2 separate regions of the Zea mays genome follow, and region 2 is linked to region 1. A link is a contact called in public Hi-C data. All regions are on one chromosome and are shown on one strand. Each heading gives the region's core, a stretch centred on a gene start, on an enhancer-like site or on the middle of the called end of the contact. The rest is flanking DNA. Distances are from core to core; before and after follow the strand shown.

What was found. Hi-C and Micro-C count contacts between places; a contact is called where the count stands out from the background.
Region 2: a contact with region 1 is called in a Hi-C map of tassel, with 4 times the contacts expected there. The contact joins the promoter of LOC542489 here to the promoter of LOC100273930 in region 1. A contact is called at or near these places in 13 of 25 Hi-C or Micro-C datasets (bundle sheath, ear, endosperm and 5 more).

What each region holds. Positions count from the first base shown.
Region 1 is chr3:11,444,266-11,448,871 of Zm-B73-REFERENCE-NAM-5.0, forward strand. It overlaps LOC100273930, which reads left to right and starts at 2,692. Exons shown (of 2, transcript NM_001148322.1): 1 at 2,692-3,351; 2 at 3,846-4,606. The coding sequence starts at 2,780.
Region 2 is chr3:11,615,575-11,620,180 of Zm-B73-REFERENCE-NAM-5.0, forward strand. LOC542489 (cellulose synthase 3) reads left to right here and starts at 2,593. Exons shown (of 14, transcript NM_001305863.1): 1 at 2,593-2,803; 2 at 3,414-3,609; 3 at 3,774-3,964; 4 at 4,522-4,606. The coding sequence starts at 2,726.

The DNA of each region.
Region 1 (4,606 bases), core at 1,442-3,941:
AATCTACACACTGTTGACCCGGGATCTCCAAGCTGCCCACATTTGTTTATTTAACCTTTTGTCACTGTTAATCCTTTTTCTAAGTAAACAATTCGCCTTATTATGGAACCAGCCAGGTCCAGCCGTGCATTGACCCATGGATTAATAATAATAATAATAATAAAGCTGGGTGGCAGTCCACAAGCCACTATTCATCAATACCACGCTCTGCTCTGTGAGGCTTAAGCTCCTGCTGATCAGACAACCCCTCCCGTCCCATGGATATTCCCCTTCCTCCTTTGTATTATTGTCTTGTTTACCTTTCGCTCGTGGACCTGGTAACCCACAGCGCTGGTATGATTGCGGGAAACAAAACTTTTTCGCCCTGGCCAGGATAACCTTTTATGAATCGGGCTTGTTTGGCAATGATTCCGATGGCTGTGCTTTTGCAGTGTGGGAGAGGCCCTTTTTTCTCTTGTGTTTGCCGATGGTGTCGTCCTCTAAAGTGAAAAAGGTGGCTGTGTGTCTCTAGAGAGTGATCCACTGACAACACTGTAGAATGTGAATATGTGGTTACTCCTCTGAATCTATCCTTTAGTTCAATAGTACTCCCCTCATTCCAACCTATAAGAGATTTTGGCTTCTCTCAAGACATTATCTTAACTATGTATCTAAACATAATGTATATATACATGTATAGTAAAAGTTATATATCTAGAAAAGACAAAACACCTTATAATTTGGAATGGGAATAGTACCTGACAAATTTATCTCCAGTTATGTGTGTAATTGCATTGCTTGCATTATGTTATTCCATACATAAAAACATGTTGAATAAGATGACACATATGCTTTTCATAGTTACACAACTGCCTTAATGCTTTCATAGTTACACAACTACCTTAACATATAATTTTCTTCATCATTTCAATCTTAGTTTCTTTCCCTCGTTTGACCATTTCCCTGTTACCACATTGTTAGTTGGGAACACGATGGTTCTTTTCGTACCGGTTACTTTGATGACTCGCGAGCTTGTTCAATCCTAATGGTGCATCAATGTCCAATGCTCATTACATGATGACTCAGTTGTTGTTAATTGCAAGTAGTATTTATTTTCTTTCTGTTGGCGAAAGACAGTTGTAACTATTGTCAGATAGCACTACTAGCAAGCTGCAAAAAGGATCCAACCCGACCAGACATTGTGTTGGCAGGCAGATCTGCCACCAAGATACGGTGTTCTCAGTGTTCCCACAATCCCAGTTGGAGATGCCCCAGTAACTTCTCCGTGCTGCACTGTCTCTGCGTGTTTGTTGGCTATGTGTGTGTGTGTGTGTGTGAGAGAGAGAGAGAGAGAATGCAGGATTGTACAATACATTGGCCTGATACCAGGTGTATATGACGTATGGCTGCTGTGCTGGTACTGGCAGACGCAAAAAAAAAAGGTTCTAGTAAAAGGCAGAAAATCTGAGGCGGTTGGGCGGCAATGTTTGCTCCATGATATGCCTGGTGAGACTGAAACGCTATTTCTCGCTGATAGTGTTGGACATGGCATTGGAGCCCCTTTTTTGTAGTACAAGTACAATGCTGGCTGTGTATTCTTTGTTTCTATCTAATTATCTATTTGTATTACAGCTGTAAGTGTGGTGAATTACAGTGCCTTGTAAAAAAAATTTGGGGGATGCAGTGTCCACCATATATAGTTTTAATACCTGCTCTACAAGAACCAAAGCCAGCCATGCATGGTTCAACGTGGACAGGTGTTGGCACGAACCAGACATGTCCTAACGCTATTGTAGCCTTGCTGCCTCACTCACACACGCAGGCAGAAGACGGCAGAAGTGACCAGCCTAGGCGACATGGCATGGGAGAAATGGGTGGAAAGGCTGGGTGGTTGACGTGGCCACTGAATGGAATCACATGAAGAACCCTTAAAAGACACGTACCAAAAGAGGAAGAAAAGAGGAAGGGGGAGGTGGGAGGACAGCAGAGGAAGGAAAGGGTAGGCATCTTTTTATATGGTTTCGGGGCAGCTGTGAGGTGAGGTGAGGTGGGAGTGGAGGTGGCTGTGTAATTGCTGCTGCACGGGTGGTGCATGTGTAGCCTTTCAGCTGCAAAAAAGCTTTAGCAGTTATCTTCTTCTCTTCTTTATTAATCACAATGCTAGCAGCCGGCTTGCCGCTGGTTCTTCTTCATGTGACCCCCCCATGCAGGCATAAAAGCAATGTCACCACCATGCTCTTGCACTGGAAACTCTTGCAAACTTCATCGCTCGATTCCAGTTCTTCAGCCATGCTCTTTTTTTTTCCCCTTTCCCTTTCAATACGCTTTGTACGTCCCATCTATACTTGCTGCTTGGGTTTACTCTCGTGCAGTGCAGCTAGCAGCTAGCAGCTTGAGCCTTGAGGACACACTTAGCCAGGCAGTTTCCAACTAGCCCTTGTGGGGGGTCCAATGATGCAATGATTCTGGCCTGTAATCATCCATGCAAGTGGAGAAAAAGGTGAATCAAACCCTGTTAGATCCTTGGGAATAGTTATATACATAGCAATAGATACTCTCCTGCAGTGTAAAGCTGGCTTACGCGGCTTTAAACATTTTTAAACCTGCTATCCACACGACCACACATTAGCTCATCTCATGGCAGCCACAGTCGTCCCGTCCACCCCCTCCCCTGCTTATATAGCAACACAGAGGAGTTAGCTGCCTGGGAGGCAGAGACGAAAGCCTACTAGCTTCCCTTTGGGTCGGTCTCGCGCTCCCGCTGCGCGTCTGTCTGTCTGTCTGTCTTGGAGCCTCATCAATGGCTACCATCAGAGAGGAGTCCGACTACGACAGCAGCCGGTCCTCGCTGACGGCGCCGGGCGGCTCCCGCCGGAGCTGGATCAGCGACATTGGCAGCGCCAGCTCGGTCTCGGCGCGCTCCGTGGCGGGGCGAGGCTGGGACGCGCCGGCGTGCCGCCACCGCCACAAGCCTCACAAGGCGAACCAGGCCGAGTGGGAGGCCATCGGGCGCGTCCGCGCCGCCGCGGGCCGCGTCGGCCTGGAGCACTTCCGCCTGGTGCGGCGCCTGGGCAGCGGCGACCTCGGGAACGTCTACCTCTGCCAGCTGCGCGAGCCCTGGTCCACCACGGGGTGCCTGTACGCCATGAAGGTGGTGGACAAGGACGCGCTGGCGTTCCGCAAGAAGCTGCGGCGCGCGGAGGTGGAGCGCGAGATCCTCCGCGCGCTCGACCACCCCTTCCTCCCCACATTGTACGCCGACTTCGAGGCGTCGCACTACGCCTGCCTCGTCATGGAGTTCTGCCCCGGCGGGGACTTGCATGTTGCCCGCCAGCGGCAGCCCGGCAGGCGATTCAGCATCTCCTCAGCGAGGTACTGTACTGTACTGTACTGTACTGTGGATTTTTTTTTTCTTCCCAAACTCTCGCATGGCTGCATGAGTTTTTTTTTTTGTTTGGGTTCTCGTCACATCTGAAACTGGGGCTTGGTAAGCAGAGCTCTGTTTCGGGGTCAAGCTTTGTTTATTTCAGTGTCACTTTTGTAAAAGCATGGCACTTTAGGCTAGTGATCCTCTTTTCACGGGCATCGGTGCCATAGCTTTCAGCAGGCTCTTTTTGTCTCGCCGTGCCAATCTTTCCAAGCATATCTGTTGGAACCACTAGGGCTTTAGCTAAGCTGACGATCTGAGCTGCGCGTATAGCGACATGTATATGCCGGCTGGCTGGCTGGCTGTATCTGTATGCACAAGCTAGCAGGCGATGTTTATCCTCTCCAGATCACTGTCGAACGCAATGTTTTGTATTAAAGACGTGATTATCTTTGTGAAAAAAAAGAAGATAACTCGAATGATACATACACGGTGGCAGGTTCTATGTGGCCGAGACGGTGCTAGCCCTGGAGTACCTGCACATGATGGGGGTGGTGTACAGGGACCTGAAGCCGGAGAACGTGCTGGTGCGCGGCGACGGCCACATCATGCTCTCGGACTTCGACCTCTCCCTCAAGTGCGACGTCGTCCCGAGGCTGCTCCGTCACAACAGCCTCCCGGCGCAGAATGGCAGCAGCGCCGGTGGCGGGCGAGCGGACAGCGGGAAGCCGTCCTGCGTGCCGCCGATCCAGCCGGTGCTGTCGTGCCTGTTCAACGGCGTGCACAAGTGCCATCAGGCGAAGGAGGGCGCGGCGGCGGCGGCGAGGGACGGCGGCGAGGCGGACGACAGCACCGAGCCCTGCGACAGGAACCCGGAGCTGGTGGTGGAGCCCGTGTCGGCGCGGTCCAGGTCGTTCGTGGGCACGCACGAGTACCTGGCGCCGGAGGTGATCTCCGGGCAGGGCCACGGCAGCGCCGTCGACTGGTGGACCCTGGGGGTGTTCATGTACGAGATGGTGTACGGGCGGACGCCGTTCAAGGGCGCGGACAACGAGAAGACGCTGGTCAACATCATCAAGCAGCCGCTGGCCTTCCCGCGGGTCGTGGCGGCCAGCGGTAGGGAGTGGGACGAGCACCTGCGCGCGCAGGACCTCATGACCCAGCTCCTGGCCAAGAACCCCAAGAAGCGGCTGGGCGGCTGCACGGGGTCGGCGGAGGTGAAGCGGCACGACTTCTTCAAGGGCGTCAACTGGGCGCTCG
Region 2 (4,606 bases), core at 1,343-3,842, 170 kb after region 1:
CAAATTCACTAGCTCTTTATAGCAATTGCTTGAGAATACAAACTTAGACTTAATACACATACTGCATCACTCAATGAGCGAAATGTTATAGAGTGATTGTAACGATGTTCTGTTCTTGCAATGGTATTTAAAGGAATAAATTATTTATATAGATGGGAATTAAGATAATAAGACATGTCTATACAGCGGTAATAGTAGCAAGGGTTTAAACAAAACCCTGAAAGATGAAAAAGAACCCGTAATTTTAAAATACCAATGAACGAACAAATTATTATAGGGTGTTCGATCCACCGCCTATTGCTCCTCGCATCGATGCGGCGACGACTCAACTTGTAGTAAGATTAATAATATAGGTTAAAGTGCGCTTTATAAGGTCGCTCTCAATATGAGTTCCATACTCATTAAATACAATGACACATCACGATGCTTGGTGATGTGACAGTGTAATTAAGAGGAGAGATATAGAGAACTTTACAGGAGATGGTAGAGTTTTATGGGGTGAAACCTTGTGTACACGGTTACCTAGTTTAAATCGGATGTGGCAACATTATAGTGCATTGAAACTCATCATTGAGAATGGCCTTAATATGTTGACACATATAGACAACTAAAATCATAACCATACAATAAATCTATCATAATATAAGCAATACATTTAATACTCGGGCCATCTATTTATCTCATAAATTGTTTTCAAGTTTATGAACAATCTAATTTCAACTGGCTACTAGTAAGCAGTTTGCTTCCCTTCTCTCTTCATTTTCTTTCTTTTATGTCACTATAAGTCTGATGTGTTGTCTCTTGCAGTTCACCTATGTCACCTTATTATACTAGCTCTAACGCTGTCACGACTGCATATGCCTCCATCGACTACAGGTAGGGGTGAACAAAATACTCGATACCCAAACATCAAACCCAAATTACTTGAACCCGGATCCAAATACTGAAACCTGAAATACCCAATCGTAATTTAAGATAGTGACATGTACCCACAATACAGGGTACCCTAAGATAACGTAAAATGACTACTCTATGACATATGAAATTACGTGCAAGATGGTCTCTAGGTAGATTAGGCTCGATTAGGTCATCTCGCCCAGGTTGAACCTGACCGAAGCAAACCTAACGAAAGTCCCCATAACCTAGTATTTTCCACTAGGCCAAACTTGATCTGGCCACCCCGACCAAGTTAGACTGGACCATAACAAACACAACTAGGGTTCACTCGACCAAGATCCTCCACCAAGTTGGCCCTAACCTCGACTAGTCAATCCTAACCTCGGACAAGCTGACTATACATCTCATACATGACTCCATAGTCAGAAAGGAAACTCATAGAGCCAGTGCATTTATGATCCTCTAATCTTTCAGCGTACACGTCTAACGTAAGACAAAGGTAGATATAGTATAAAGTACTCTAGGGACTCCTCAACACCACACCTCAAAAGGAAGAAAGTCAACAGAATTAGACAAGACATGAGCGAAAGAAGATAACTCCAAGGCCAACCACTCGTACGACTCTTATAAACGTGCCCAACGACAAGGCTTTGGACACATGCAGGACCTAACCACTCCCTTGGCCTAGTCATCTTGAAGATGACAAAGCAATATGCATTCGCCATGATGTACCAAAAGAGCTACACAACCCGGAATATGAACAACACACCCCATCGAAACCTCTGTAACAATAGGTCTCATGTTCCTCAAGTACATAAAGGGATGGGGCCACCTTGCATCCACTTTACACAAAGCACGAGAGTTCAACACTCCACTTTGTAACACTCGAGTCAATAAGAAAGGCTTCAACACCATACTATGTAGGAGTTATTTCTGAACAAGTCTAAACTCTCTTAGGCGTGTAAAGAGCAAGACCATCGAGACGACAACATCACGAATCCTCTCCTAACCTACAAAATTAATTGTGGGATAGTAATTGTAAAAACCCAAATTTAGTTTGGGAAATGTTCCCCAATACTCGATCTATCCGAATTACTCGAAATATCTCAATCATTTCTCTTATATATTCATAACATAAAGACACATGAAGTGGTTCGGTGCGATATAATTATATTATTTAAAACAAACTAATATATATTTACGCTAACTTAATAACTAGTTTATTATTATTGATATGCAGACATGTTTTGATTTGAGGAACCATTATTTATTACTTTAAATGCTACTAAAATTCTTTTAAAATGATTGATTGTGTCCATTTCAGATATTATCAAGTAAAATCCGAAATGAATCATTGAGTATATAAAATTTCGAATAATATTTTTTGAAACTAAAATTCGTTAACAATTATTTATACCCTAAATTTCATTTAACCGAATTATCTGACTCGAATTTTGTAACCTGAATGGACAGACCGTTGCGCACGGCTAGAACAACTGAACAACAGTCTGTGGGACGGTGACGGCGTCCAGGCGACGACGTTGACGCCCGCCGCCCCGCACGGCCGTACCCAATCCGACAGCCCACATCCACCTCCCACTCCCACCTCCCATCCGACGGTGCAGAGCCCGTCACAGTTCACCGCGCTAGCCCACGGGACGCGGCAGAAAGCGACGCGTGTGGGGGACGCGAGTACGCGACACGACAGCGAGAGCACTAGCAGTCGGGACACTCACCACCAGCTAACGCGCACTCGCGTCGGAATGCGTGCTGCGTGAAGAGAGGCGAGACGGGCTGCGGGGAGGAGGCGGATAGCGGCGGCGTCGGCATGGAGGCGAACCGGGGGATGGTGGCTGGCTCCCGCGGCGGGGTCGTAACGATCCGGCACGACGGCGACGGAGCCGCGGTGCGTCCCCACTCTCCCCCGCTCTTCGGTGCCCTGCTCGCGCTCTCACTCGGCTTCGTCCCGTCGCGTTTTGATTTGCGCCGGGGGACCTGTCGATCTGCCGTGCGCCCGTGCGCCGCCGGGCGGATGGAGTTGGTCCAGCGTCCGATTGGCGGCCCTTGCGGTCGTTGTGTGGGATGCCTAGGTTCTGTTGCGTCAGCGTAGGAGGTTTTCGGTGCGGTTGTGGGGGGTTTTCGGCGCGGCGTGCTGGTCGAGTGGCGACTCTATTGATTTCACTGTTCTCTTCGCCACCTGCTCGCGACGGTGTTGTCGGGAAATGCAGAGGGGATTTGGTTGAGATGGATTATTCAACTTGCCTGGGTTTGTCATCTGTATTTTATAGGAACAGTTCGAATCCTACAGTTTGTTGGTATTAATAAGCTGTTGACCTGCTAATGCGTCAAGCTTTGGTCTTAATTAATGTATGCATTTCTCCTAACTCTGTGGGCCATGAGGGAAATTTGTTGCGTCTTGTTCGATTTTATGATATTCTTATATAGAACCTCTGATTGTTGGTTTGTTGCTGTCACAATCTCACCTTCATGACTACATCTACGTTGTTGGCGTGCAGGCTAAGCAGTTGAAGAATGTGAATGAACAAATATGTCAAATCTGCGGTGACACGCTCGGGCTCTCAGCAACAGGCGATATCTTTGTTGCGTGCAACGAATGTGCCTTCCCAGTGTGTCGTCCGTGCTATGAGTACGAGCGTAAGGAGGGGAATCAGTGCTGCCCTCAATGCAAGACTAGATACAAGAGGCACAAAGGTCCGTTCCTTGTGGGACATACTGAGCTTACTCATTGCTTTACAAGTTCAAAGAATCAAAGTTTCAAACTTCTTGAGAAATCTGTTAATTGATATTGCAAACACATCTGTTTAAATTTTCTAATGGAAAATGACTTATGCACATATCTCCATGTTCAAATTTAGGAAGCCCTCGAGTTCGGGGAGATGAGGAAGAGGATGGAGTTGATGATTTGGACAACGAATTCAACTATACACAAGGCAATGTCCAAGGGCCTCAGTGGCAGCTGCGGGGACAAGGGGAAGATGTTGACATCTCTTCGTCTTCTCGACATGAACCCCATCACAGAATTCCACGTCTGACAACTGGGCAGCAGGTATAACAACATACATAAAGCCACTATACGATGCCAGACAAACAGATTCTTGCTGAGCTTTTGGTCCTGTAATCTTATTAGAATTATCTGTACTATCCAAGGCTGTCCTTCCGCTTTAGCCCTGTAGTGTGAAGTTTCAATGGAACCAACTGGTTCACTGCCTCACTGCTGGAGTTGTAGCCCAGTGTTCTTGGTTGCTTATAGATGATTAAGTCCATATACAAGAAATGGGTGGCTGGGTGCTCTTATCTGTTACCAGATACATGTATGACAATAAGTTTTTTTAGATAAAGGAATTTTATGCCAGCCTCTGCAAGAGTTTTGCACTCAACCATCCAGTGTATAACAATAAATACGCTCGACAAATACTGCTTACTACTTTTGGGACCTACGTCTTGTTTCAGAAAGACAGCTATAATTCCATTGAATTAGATGGTCATTGTACTTCCTGACATAATTCCAATGAATTAGATAGATGGTCGTTATATTGAACTTGAAAGCTTCCATAAGAATATTTTGTATTGTTGTTGCACTGAAACATTGTCAACTGCTTTCAGATGTCTGGAGATATCCCTGATGCATCTCCTGATCGCCATTCTATTCGCAGCCCAACACCAAGTTATGTTGATCCAAGCATTCCAG